2 separate regions of the Zea mays genome follow, and region 2 is linked to region 1. The links are chromatin contacts, called in public Hi-C maps. All regions are on one chromosome and are shown on one strand. The core of a region is the stretch at or near the end of the contact, and the rest is flanking DNA. Distances in the headings are between cores, read along the strand shown.

Evidence for each region. Hi-C and Micro-C count contacts between places; a contact is called where the count stands out from the background.
Region 2: a contact with region 1 is called in a Hi-C map of leaf, with 3 times the contacts expected there. The contact joins the promoter of LOC100191851 here to the promoter of LOC100272614 in region 1. A contact is called at or near these places in 4 of 25 Hi-C or Micro-C datasets (ear, endosperm, leaf and 1 more).

Annotation. Positions count from the first base shown.
Region 1 is chr1:226,512,956-226,518,834 of Zm-B73-REFERENCE-NAM-5.0, reverse strand. LOC100272614 reads left to right here and starts at 2,118. Exons shown (of 6, transcript NM_001147077.1): 1 at 2,118-2,425. The coding sequence starts at 2,212.
Region 2 is chr1:226,684,553-226,690,431 of Zm-B73-REFERENCE-NAM-5.0, reverse strand. It overlaps LOC100191851, which reads left to right and starts at 3,353. Exons shown (of 19, transcript NM_001137275.1): 1 at 3,353-3,509; 2 at 3,743-3,906; 3 at 3,983-4,095; 4 at 4,203-4,277; 5 at 4,364-4,477; 6 at 4,992-5,059; 7 at 5,152-5,235; 8 at 5,357-5,410; 9 at 5,507-5,587; 10 at 5,680-5,773. The coding sequence starts at 3,417.

The DNA.
Region 1 (5,879 bases), core at 869-3,368:
TGCACTAATTGCAGTAGCAAAGACAAAGCTACAAACTTCGGATTAGCGGCGTACACGTGTGATGAAGGAGCTAGCAAGAGAAGGATGGGATCCCTAAGACTTGTTCAGCAAGACTACCAACTAAAAAGACAATAGTGCCCTTTATCGTCTTTGTAGCTCGCATGTATAGGTTTGAGGGCATGATTGTAATTTTTACGGAGATGTACCTCTCGATTATAAATAGAGGAACAATGGCATGCATGAGACACACCTTTTTTGACTGGAGAAAACTGATTTGCTCCATATATGAAGTTGTTTTCTCTTTTTACCTTCGTATCATTGCTTATAAAAACTGAATGTATCTTTGCAATCATTCGTCATATAATAGAAAATGGAGTAAAGTAATGTTCAACCAAGATGAGTTGTTTGATTTACCTTCGTGTCTTTTGTATTTCATACTTGTCACCTTTTCTTTAACCTTTTTAACCTTCTTCCTTTAATTAGCCTCTCTGAGAAGAGTTAATTAAAGGGTGGAGTTGGAGAATGATTCATTTGTGTTGCCTTGTTTCTGATATCCATCAAGTATTAAAAATGAGTGACCAACACTTCTCATCCTCTTTTGCTTCGTGCGTTAATATTTCGGAGTCGAAGCTTCTTCTCCTCTTCATTCTTGTTCGTCAGTCATGTTGGACTGAAGCTCTCTAGCTTCGTCCTTTCCTCACACGTTGTTTTAGATGAAGGTTGGCTTCACTATCTTCTAGTAATACCTAAAACATGATTTGATTGAAAATACAACGCTTTGAGGACTTTCGGCAATAGAGGCCCCCAACACGCTGTCGCTGGGAGGGAATAGGCGACAAAACCATCCTTACGTGCAGTCACCACCAGGGTCGGATGTAACACTTGTAGACGTCACCTCTGGGGATAAGAGGAACCAATGAGAGGAAGGAGGGGAAGAAGCAGAGGCAGGTAACTGTGGGGGTATCGAGTGATGTCATGCATTGATTGATGAAGGAATCGAGCACCACCGTTGTGTGTGGGGGGGCATACCTGAATGACTGCTTCGTTCATCCGTTGGGTGCCGAGTGGTTTGGGGTGGCGGTCGTCGGGGAGAGACAGGGGGAGGGGGACTTTTGGACACTGGGGTGACCCTCTTCACCGTCACACCAAGGGGGTGGGGGTAGCATCATTTGGGGAGAGACGGAGGATGGGACGGTGGGGCGACCCTCTCCACCGGCGCGCCAAGGGGGTGGGGGTGGTGCCGTCGGGGAGAGATAGGGTAAGGGGGACACTGGGACGACCCTCTCCACAGTCGTTGTCTCTCTGAGAGGATGGAGCATAATAGCAGATGCATGGCGAGAAGACTAGACTCTAGAAGAACCTGGAGGCTCCTTATTTTTCTCCGAAGGAGTAGAAGCGACCGGAGCTATCCATGTTGAATCGAACGAATGGAAACAAAAGAGGTACATGGACACGGTATCCGACGACTTTTACTCTCGTGCTTAATCTATACCATTATATAATCCACCAGTTTAAACTTTGCAAGAACCACCCAACCAAATCACCCCATACCCATAACCTTCACTAAATCCACCAAACAAATTGCATCCAGACTAAACACACTATTAAAACCAACGGTTCAGATCGCTGGATAACCTACTCTCTCTTACTGACTCAAATTCAATGTACAATATTATTTGAATCATCTCTCATTCCTCATCCCTCTCTGTCCCTCTCCCCGATGACCTCGCCGTCTCTAGTCCCCCTCCCCCTCCTCTACACTTACGCCACCATCACCATTGTTAATTTCTTTTCTCGCATTGCCGCTCATCTTTTTTATTATCACTGTGTGTTATAATGTTAGCACGAACTATATGTTAAATTTTTAAATTTTTTTTGACTACAAACAGACAAACCACTGTTTTATGCCCATGTGCCAGTAACAGTACGAAGTGAGAAGCGTGGTGACTGGTGTGTGATGATAGCTTCGCTTCCTGTGCGACTGCGACGGTGAAAGCCCGGGTGTCGCGATGTCCCCGTCCGTGAGCGGCCGCCGGTCGAATCTCTCCTTGGGTGAAAACTCTGCTGCGCAAGCAAAAGCGGAACACGAAAGCGGGGAGGAACGACAGCAGCCATCAGAAGAAAGCTCCAATCTTTCTCGCCCTCTCGCGGTTCGGAGGAGGGACCCGGGCGCAAAGACTCTAAAGCGCAGGTGAGCTCCGGGCGGGGAAGATGTTCCCCAGCCTGATCCACCACGCTAGCCACGGCCGACCCGACGTCGCCGTCGCCGAGGACGCACCACGCAGTGGCTGCGGGTTAGGGCTGCCCGGGCACGGCGGCGGGCCCAGCGTGGTGCTCACGGCCGATCCCAAGCCTAGGCTCCGCTGGACGGCCGACCTCCACGACCGCTTCGTCGATGCCGTCGCCCAGCTCGGCGGGCCTGATAGTAAGCATTTCGACAGCTCTTCCCCATGCTTCTTTCCCGCATCCTTTGCTCTCTGCTCCGTGGTCACTTGTGCGTGCTTCTTGATCCGCCTGTTTCATGTTTGATGTTTCCTAGCTCATTTGGCTGAGTTGCTCAATTTGTTGCGGTTGCGGCTAATGACATATAGGAATCGGCTCAGCGGCATTGCGGCATGCAAGATATGTTGTTCACCTAGGACTCTAGTACAATTGACTAGTACTGTGCGTCTTTTCGGAGGGGGAGTTTCTGTTATCATGAGGGTTTATTCCAGTTTTCGAATGCACGAATTTTGGGTCCCAGGTCAGGTCATGGCCTCCCGGTAATGCATCATTAGTTCATCCTGTGCTCTCAATGCGGGTGTCTCTCAGTAACCAGGTCGAGGAACCACGTACAATGTACGCTACTAAAACTAGGATTTAACACTAGGAGAACGAGATTGTTCCCATGTTCCCAGAACGAGAGGAACGTGGCCAAGTTCCCGGTTACTAAGGGGTGTCTAGTTGAGGAATTTTAGTGCACCTTGTTAATTTGGATTGTGAAGAATTGCTACATTTATTTATGCATGTAATCTCTTCAATGTTTACCTACACTTGCAACACTGCTTTGTATGAATCCACAAGTGTAAGGTCATCATTTCAGGGAGTGTGTCATTTTTCAGGTAACACGATCATAAAAAGCTGCATCTTTCATAATTTTTGGGATGATTACAAAGAACATGAGGCTGGTCAGCTGGGAGCAATTTGGTCTCTTGGGAGTGTTTTTGTTATGCTGTGGTTTCTCATTTGTGTTGGTGCTGTTATTAATCCCCGGTGACTCGCTAGTCGTTATCTTGTTATTATACTTTAACCAAAGTTTGTTTCATTTTAACTGTGGTATCCATGATCGTGTTTAGGGATTTGAGCTTGTTGTTTTGGATGCTGCTTGTCAAATTTGAAAAAAATGATGCCTTTTGTCAAAGAGCATTATTTTTCTCGAATGCACAGGAGACTTCTGACGTGACGGCTTATCATTTATATAGAGGGAAAGGTCCAAACGTCCAAAGTACAAACCAAAAAGAACCAGAAAAAACAATAACAAAAAGTGCAGTAGGTTTGCTATTTTAAGTCTTGGAAGCCGGGAGATCATTGATCGAATTCCAGAAAATTAACAATAATGAAAATAAATGCATGATTCCTGCCTTTATGGACTCATCTCATCTTTAGTTAGGCACTTTGGTGTCAGTTACTTTGGAGTTTAGTAGAAGAGCTCTCTTAGTAGAATAGTTTCCACTTGATCAAATTATTGCATATGGCATAAACAGTGGCAGATCTCGCTATAGGGTATGCCATGTCAAAATTTTCATTATATATACAATATGGTAAAAATCCATCTAGAAATTCAATAAAAAAATATCCCGTAAATCGGTATTCAAAGTGAAAACTAGCATACTAGTGGTTAAGTTTGACAATTTGTATAAATTGCCCTTCTTCTAATTGAATTTTTACTCGTATCACTATATTCAGATACTTATAACAGTTTGTCAGCTTTGGGTGCTGCTCATAAAGGTCCCTAGCTTGCTACCCGATGTCGAGGAAATAACAATTCTATAGCTTCTAGAGAATATAATTCAGAAGAAAGATGAGATCCCTATTTTGTTCACCGTGTTTATAGTTCAGAAAAGATATCTCCACCACTAGATCAACGCTTCTGTAAGTTTGCGCGTGTGAGTGGACGAGCGACGGTGAGACAACATGACACCTGCTCTTTATGATCGCAACTCACAAGGCAAGCCATAGACAAATTTACGTTTAAGATTACGTGACAGGCGGAACATTACAAATTTTTTCATATATATATATATATAGTATATGTATTTAGAGCCCTAGGCTCTATTTAACTATAGGAAGCCCCGACCACGTACCGACCAGGTGCGCGACCGCACCGGACCCTTTTTGGCTTGTTGTACCTAACTGCTTACGCCAAAATATAATACGAGTTATGCTGATGTGTGTATCAGTTTATGCAAATATAGTCTGCGCATATTACGTGCATCGGGCCCACGATCCGGCCCACGCCACCACTATAAAAACACCCCCACGCCGCCAGGAATTAGGTTTTAGCGGCGGCGGCGGTTCTCTAGGGCGTGCGAGCGGCGGTTCTTTAGGGCGTGCGAGCGGCGGTGATCCTGGGGGCCAGCAGCGGTGTCACCTCGAGGCAGGCGACCGACGGCGGCGCTCCACCAGGAACGAGCGACAACGACGCTCCGAGGCAGGCGAGCAAGCGGTGACGGCGCTCTTGAAGCGGACGGACGACGACAGCGCACCCTAGGCCCGGTGACAACGGCGGTTGTCCCGTCCGTCTCTGCGATGGCCACCGCCACCGCCGCTCCAGCATCTGTGGCGCGACGACGGATCTGGGGACCCGCTCGCGACGGCGGATCCCTGAGGCGCGACGGCGGATCTGGGGACACGCTCGCGATGGCGGATTCCTGTGGCGCGACGGCGAATCTAGGGACACGCTGCGGCATCGGATCCCGAGGGCACGCACGCGGCGGCGGCCCCATGAGGTCCGCACGACGGCGATGTGCCAGCGGTCGCGACGGCGGATTTCCCTAGGCGCTAGCGACGACGGCATCCTCCCCTAGGCACGAAGTGGTGGCGCATCCCAGATGCGAGGAGCTGGTTCCGCAGGACGGCGATCCTATTTTTATGCTATTTTGTATACATATTTATGCCAATGTCAATAGGATTTTATGACCTATATTTCAGTTCATGGATCCGCTTCCATCTATTTGTCTGTTTCTGATATTTCTATTCATTTACGCTAAAATTTATACTCATTTACGCTGTTTTGGTTCACGATTTACACTTAAATCCGCTCGAGCCAGAACCCGCGCACGATTTTTACGCCGTAATTTGTCCCCATTTGCCGTTACGAATTCAATCGATGATTTACGCTAAAATTCATACTCATTTACGCTGTTTTGGTTCACGTTTTATGCCGAAATCCGCCCGAGACAGCGCCTGTGGCGATTTTCATGCCGTAATTCGAGACCCATTTGTCGTTACGAAACAGATCGATGATTTACGATAAAATTTGTACTCATTTACGCTGTTTTGGTTCACGTTTTACGCTAGAATCCACCCGATCCAGAACCCGCGCACGATCGGGTGCACACGATTTTTACGCCGTAATTTTAGGCTCAGTTTGCTGTTACAAAACAGATATAAGATTTACGCTAAATTTCGTACTCATTTACGCTGTTTTAGGTCACGTTTTACGCTGCAATCCGCTCGAGCCAGAACCAGAACCAGAACCAGATCGAGCGCGCGTAGATATACCTGACTGGGGCTTCCCATACTAATGGAAGCCCAGGGCTCCAATTACTATATATATATATATATATATATATATATATATATATATATATATATATATATATATATATATATATATA
Region 2 (5,879 bases), core at 2,104-4,603, 170 kb before region 1:
CTTGAATACCACGGTGTTTCTCTTCCTTTCACTATATCCCGTTTGCGAGGAATCTCCACAACTTGGAGTCTCTCGCCCTTACAAAAGATGATCACAAATGAGCACGGAAGTAAGGATGGGATGAGCAACACACACAAGTCCACAACAATACGCACACACACGGCCAAGACTTGAGCTCAAATGAATATCACAAAGTTCTCACTAGAACAAAGCTCAAATCACTAAGAATGTCAAACGAGTGCGCAAAGATGAAGTGTGAATGATAAAGAATGCTCAAAGTATGCTTGGTGTACTCCTTCATGCGCCTAGGGGTCCCTTTTATAGCCCCAAGGCAGCTAGGAGCCGTTGAGAGCAATCCAGGAAAGCAAATCTTGCCTTCTGTCGACTGGTGCACCAGACAGTCCGGTGCACCACCGGACACTGTCCGGTGCAGATTTCTTTCCTGTTTTGGTGCAGCCGCCCGTTGGCGATTTGGAGCCGTTGGCACATCGGACACTGTCCGGTGCACAACGGACAGTCCGGTGCCCCCTTCAGACCGTTGGCCCGGCCACGCGTCACGCGCGGATTGCGCGGCCGACCGTTGGCTCACCGGACAGTCCGGTGCACCACCGGACAGTCCAGTGATTTATATCCGTATGCTGCCGTCGAGACCCGAGAGCAGGCAGTTCACCAGACGCCAGCCTGGCGTACCGGACACTGTCCGGTGCACCCAGACTGAGCAGAGCCTTGGCTGCTCGAGCCAAGTCTTTTCCATTTGTCTTTTCTCTGATTCTAGCACTTAGACAAATATGTTAGTACACAAAAACCAAAGTACTAAGTCTAGAATCATACCTTCGTATTGATTTGCACTTTGTCCACCATTTGGCATAGTTTAAACACATAACCATTTGTGTTGGCACTTTAATCACCAAAATACTTAGAAATGGCCCAAGGGCACATTTCCCTTTCAAGATGGACTCCTTTTCCTTGTCGTTGACCACCATCCCCTTTCTCTTAGGATCCATCTCTTCGGGCGGTTAGTCCCTTAAATGAAGAGTATGGCTCTGATACCAATTGAGAGCACCTAGAGGGGGGTGAATAGGTGATCCTGTAAAATCAAACACTAAATAGCCATAGACTTGATTATTAAAGTGTTAGTTAAATCAAGTGGCTATGGAACACGCTCGTGCGAACAAAACAATCACAAGAATCAACACACGAGACACGCGATTTTTATCCCGTGGTTTGGCCAAGTAACACTTGCCTACTTCCACGTTGTAGTGTCCCAATGGACGAGGGTTGCACTCAACCCCTTTCAAGCGATCCAATGATCAACTTGAATACCACAACTTTCTTCCTTATAGTCTTTCTCCCGTTTGCGAGGAATCTCCACAATTTGGAGCCTCTCGCCCTTACAATGATGATCACAAAAGAAACACAGAAGTAAGGGAGGAGAGCAACACACACAAGACTCAAATGCGTAGCACAACCACGCACACAAGTGAAGACTTGAGCTCAAACGACAACACAGGGAGTTCACAACTCGAATGGAGCTCAAATCACTAACACAGCGAATCAAATGTGTGGGAGCGGAGTCTGGATGTCTTAGTATGCTTAGAGAAATGCTTGGTGTACTCCTCCATGCGCCTAGGGGTCCCTTTTATAGCCCCAAGGCAACTAGGAGCCATTGGAGATCAATTTGGAAGGCATTTCTTGCCTTCTGTCGAGTGGTGCACCGGACAGTCCGGTGCACCACCGGACAGTCAATGTTCATGTCCGGTGCGCGATCTCCTCCATATCGGGCGCAACCGACCATTGCTCATCCGGGCCCGTTGGCGCACCGGACACTGTCTGGTGCACACCGGACAGTCCGGTGTGCCCAACCGACCGTTGGAGCGAGACACGCGTCGCCCGCAGATTGCGCAGCCGACCGTTGGCCGCGAGCGCCGTTGGCTCACCGGACAGTCCGGTGAATTTTAGCCACGTCGCTTTTTCATTTCCCGAGACCGACGAGTTCGTCGCGGATGACTCACCGGACAGTCTGGTGATTTATAGCCGTACAACTCCGTCGATTTCCGAGAGCAGCTGGTTCACCGTCGGCTAGCCTGGGGCACCGGACAGTCCGGTGTGCCAGGCCGAGCTGGAGTTTGGCTGCACACAGCCAAGACTTTTCCATTGCATTACTTCTTCTCTTAGCCCTGTTTCTAGCACTTAGAGAAACACATTAGTGTACAAAATAATATACTAAGTCTAGAAACATACCTTGTACTTTAATTTGCACTTTTCACACATTGTTTAGCACATAAGAACTTAATCAATTGTGTTGGGCATTTAATCACCAAAACATTATAGAAATCGCCCAAAGGCACATTTCCCTTTCAAGAGGAACATATATATATGGGTACGTTAAATGCTAGTCACAGTTTATGAGATCTGGTTGGTCTCTAGATACCCATGAAAGGCTATGGAGTTTGACTTATATGCTTCAACTAGAGGGGATGCGCTCGGCAGTACGATCGACGTTACAGTAAATAAAGATTGATGATGAGTAGCACAGTCGACAGTACGATCAATAGTTGATGTGGCGATCGACAAGACACTGGTTCACTGGAACCAGCATAAGATAGTTGATAACCTTTCTAAGTCAGCAGGTCGTGCATATGGTCGTATAAACACTATTTGCACTGTAAATAGCAACGTGATAGGGGATGAAATAGGAGAGTTGATGGAGATAACATACGAGGGCAAGATGATTGAGCATCCTAAATTTCATGTTTTTTATTGCCAGACACTTGCTCATCATCGGACTTGTAATGCCATGTATGTGCTAGAAAACAGCGATTAGTAACAAGATCTCCATCTCTGTAACATGTATGTGATGCAAAGAAGGTTTAACTTAACATAACACAATCACACTCCTTTCGTTAAATTTTTTTTGAAAGAAAGAGATTGGAGGGGATTTTAGCCCTCAATCCCCTCCCTTCCAAACAATGGCTAAATAACACAATCACAAAACCACGAGAGAAGGCATGAAGGAAACCACAAGCGCGCCAGGCATGAAGGAAACCACAAGCGCGCCAAAACCACCCCCAGGCGGCAGCGCCCGTAGGCACCAACCCACCCACAGAGAAGGCATGAAGGAAACCACAAGCGCGCCAGCGCAGCAGTCGGGGAGAAGTGGAAGTGGACTCGAGGATCACTCTCGCTATCGACTACGCTATCTCAACTGCCACGGACAATCGAAACCAACAGTGAATCAGCCGGCGCCGCAGCATGCCTGTACCTCTCGGCTCTCGCTCTTATCCCCACCCACCTCGCTTTCTCCCCTCTACAAGAAAGCGACCACCGCTGTGAATCAGCAGAGCTGCAGTGAGAGCAAGTGAGAGGATCAGAGGAGGCATCCGTGACCAAAGATCGAGTAGCCAAGAAGAAGAGAGATGAACGCCGACTTCGGCGCGCCCAAGGAGCTCGCGGGAGGCCTGCAGCAGCGGCGGGCCCTGTACCAGCCCCGCCTCCCGCCATGCCTCCAGGTGATTCCCATTTGGTCGAGCGATCACCCGCCTTTCATCTGTGCGATTCCTGTCCGCCTGCTCATCTGACATCTCTCCCCCGTCTCTGCTGGGCGTGATTCTGATCCCTCATGATTTTTTGGTGGTGGTGATTGGGAGGGGTTATTGGGGGTTTACCCTTCTTGATTCCTCTATCTATCGACGGCCAAACAATCGGTTTTGACTTTTGACCCAATTCCTTCCTTCTCCTCCAGGGACCGACGGTAAGGGCGGAGTACGGTGACGCGACCACAACCATCGATCCCACCTGTGCCCAAGCCGTCGCGCAGGCCTTCCCGCACACCTTTGGCCAGCCGCTCGTCAGCTTCGTCGCGCCGGCCGCCGGCGCCGGCGCCGTTGAGGAGCGCCACCCGATCAGGCCCGCCTCATGACGCCCTGTCTAATCATGTGCGTGCGAGATCGCGCGAGGCTTGCCTGAATTTGCTTCCTTGCAGGGTGGGCGTGGTGTTCTCTGGGAGGCAGTCGCCGGGAGGGCACAACGTCGTCTGGGGCCTCCATGACGCACTTAAAGCCTACAATCCTCAGAGCTTGCTCTACGGATTCGTCGGTAACCAAAATCTCGCAAATTACCTATTCGGTCACATTTTTGGCTATTTATACAAAGTACCTTTTCCTCCAGTATCTTTTTTAAGATTTGTGTGCTTCGTGTTATAGGTGGCACGGAGGGACTGTTTGCAAACAAGACGTTGGAGATCACAGACGATGTTCTTGCTTCCTATAAGAACCAAGGTTGGCTTCACTTGTTCTCCCCTAACTAATTGTGGCCAGGTTTCTGTTATTCTCAATACTGGGATATTTTGTTTGCTCTTTTCAAGGTGGTTTCGATTTGCTCGGTAGGAGTATCGATCAGATCCGCACTACTAAGCAAGTGAATGCTGCAATGACAACATGCCACAGTCTGAACTTGGATGGGTTGGTCATCATTGGAGGTACTAATTAAGGACACCCAATGCCCACAAAAGGCTACCAAAATCCGTCCACCTTTTGTTTTGACATAATTTGCATGGACATGCCACAAGTCACTACCGGAATCCGGCTCTTTGCCGAGTGCCGATGGGTTTGCGGAGTGTTTTTTTCGGGCACTCGGCAAAGAAATCAATAATTTTCACTAGTGATGATTTTTATCTCCTCTGTCCTAAATATAATTCTTTCTAGCCTTTTTTCTGTCCACATTCGAATGAATAATAATGAATGCAGACATACAAACAACATTCATAGATCAATTAATGAATGTATGTTTAATCTAAAACAAATTATATTTTGCGACAGAGAGAGTATTTTATAAACAAATTTACCATGCAGTTGGTGACCATCCAACCAGTTTAAATTTTGTTATGTTCTAACATGTGAAAACTCAATACATGTTTATCATTAGAATTACCTGGATTTTTCTAGTGGTTCAAACTAGCATTTAAAAAAACATCGTTCTCACTTGGTCTACAGGTGTGACCTCCAATTCAGATGCTGCACAGCTTGCGGAGACCCTTATTCAGAATAACTGTAAGACCAAGGTATAACCATTATTAGTCTAAACTGTTTTTAAATGCTCATATTCTTGGAGCACATATAAGACTCCTAAGAATCCAAAACCTTCATTAAACAGGTTGTTGGTGTGCCAGTTTCATTGAATGGTGACCTCAAGAACCAGTTTGTTGAAACAACAGTTGGATTTGATACAGTATGTAAGGTAAAGCGCAGTCTAGTAGAAATTTTGCATAATGTGTAGATCCTGATGGAACTGTAATCAAATATGACATACCATTGCCAATCTGTCACTAATGTCATTTTGTGTGGTAACTACTTTTCAGGTTAATTCACAGCTTGTAAGCAATGTTTGTCTTGATGCGATCTCAGCTGGAAAGGTAATTATCTTGTCACCCATTTGGATTAGTAACTAAGCAGGCTGCAACCATTATTACTACTAAGAACCATGGCTGATGTTTTTTTCTTCCTATCAGTACTATTATTTTGTTCGTCTGATGGGACGAAAAGCATCTCATGTTGCCTTTGAATGTGCACTTCAGTCACACCCAAACATGGTATGATTTTATCAAATCTGTGGTTATAACTCTCTACTATATGAAATGAAGAAAGAGCATCAGCATCCTTTTTTTTCAATTTCTCTTTGCAGCTCATCTTAGGCGAGGAGGTAGCATTGTCAAAACTCACACTGATGGAAATTATAAGCAAGATATGTGATGGAGTACAAGCAAGGGCAGAATTAGGTTTGTACAGTTCTTTGATTGTTATGTTGCAGCAGTTAGTAGGAAAAAAAGTTTGTACCTTTGGTTGAGGTAAATTTTCTAAAAAAATTTTCTAGTCAATCAAGGT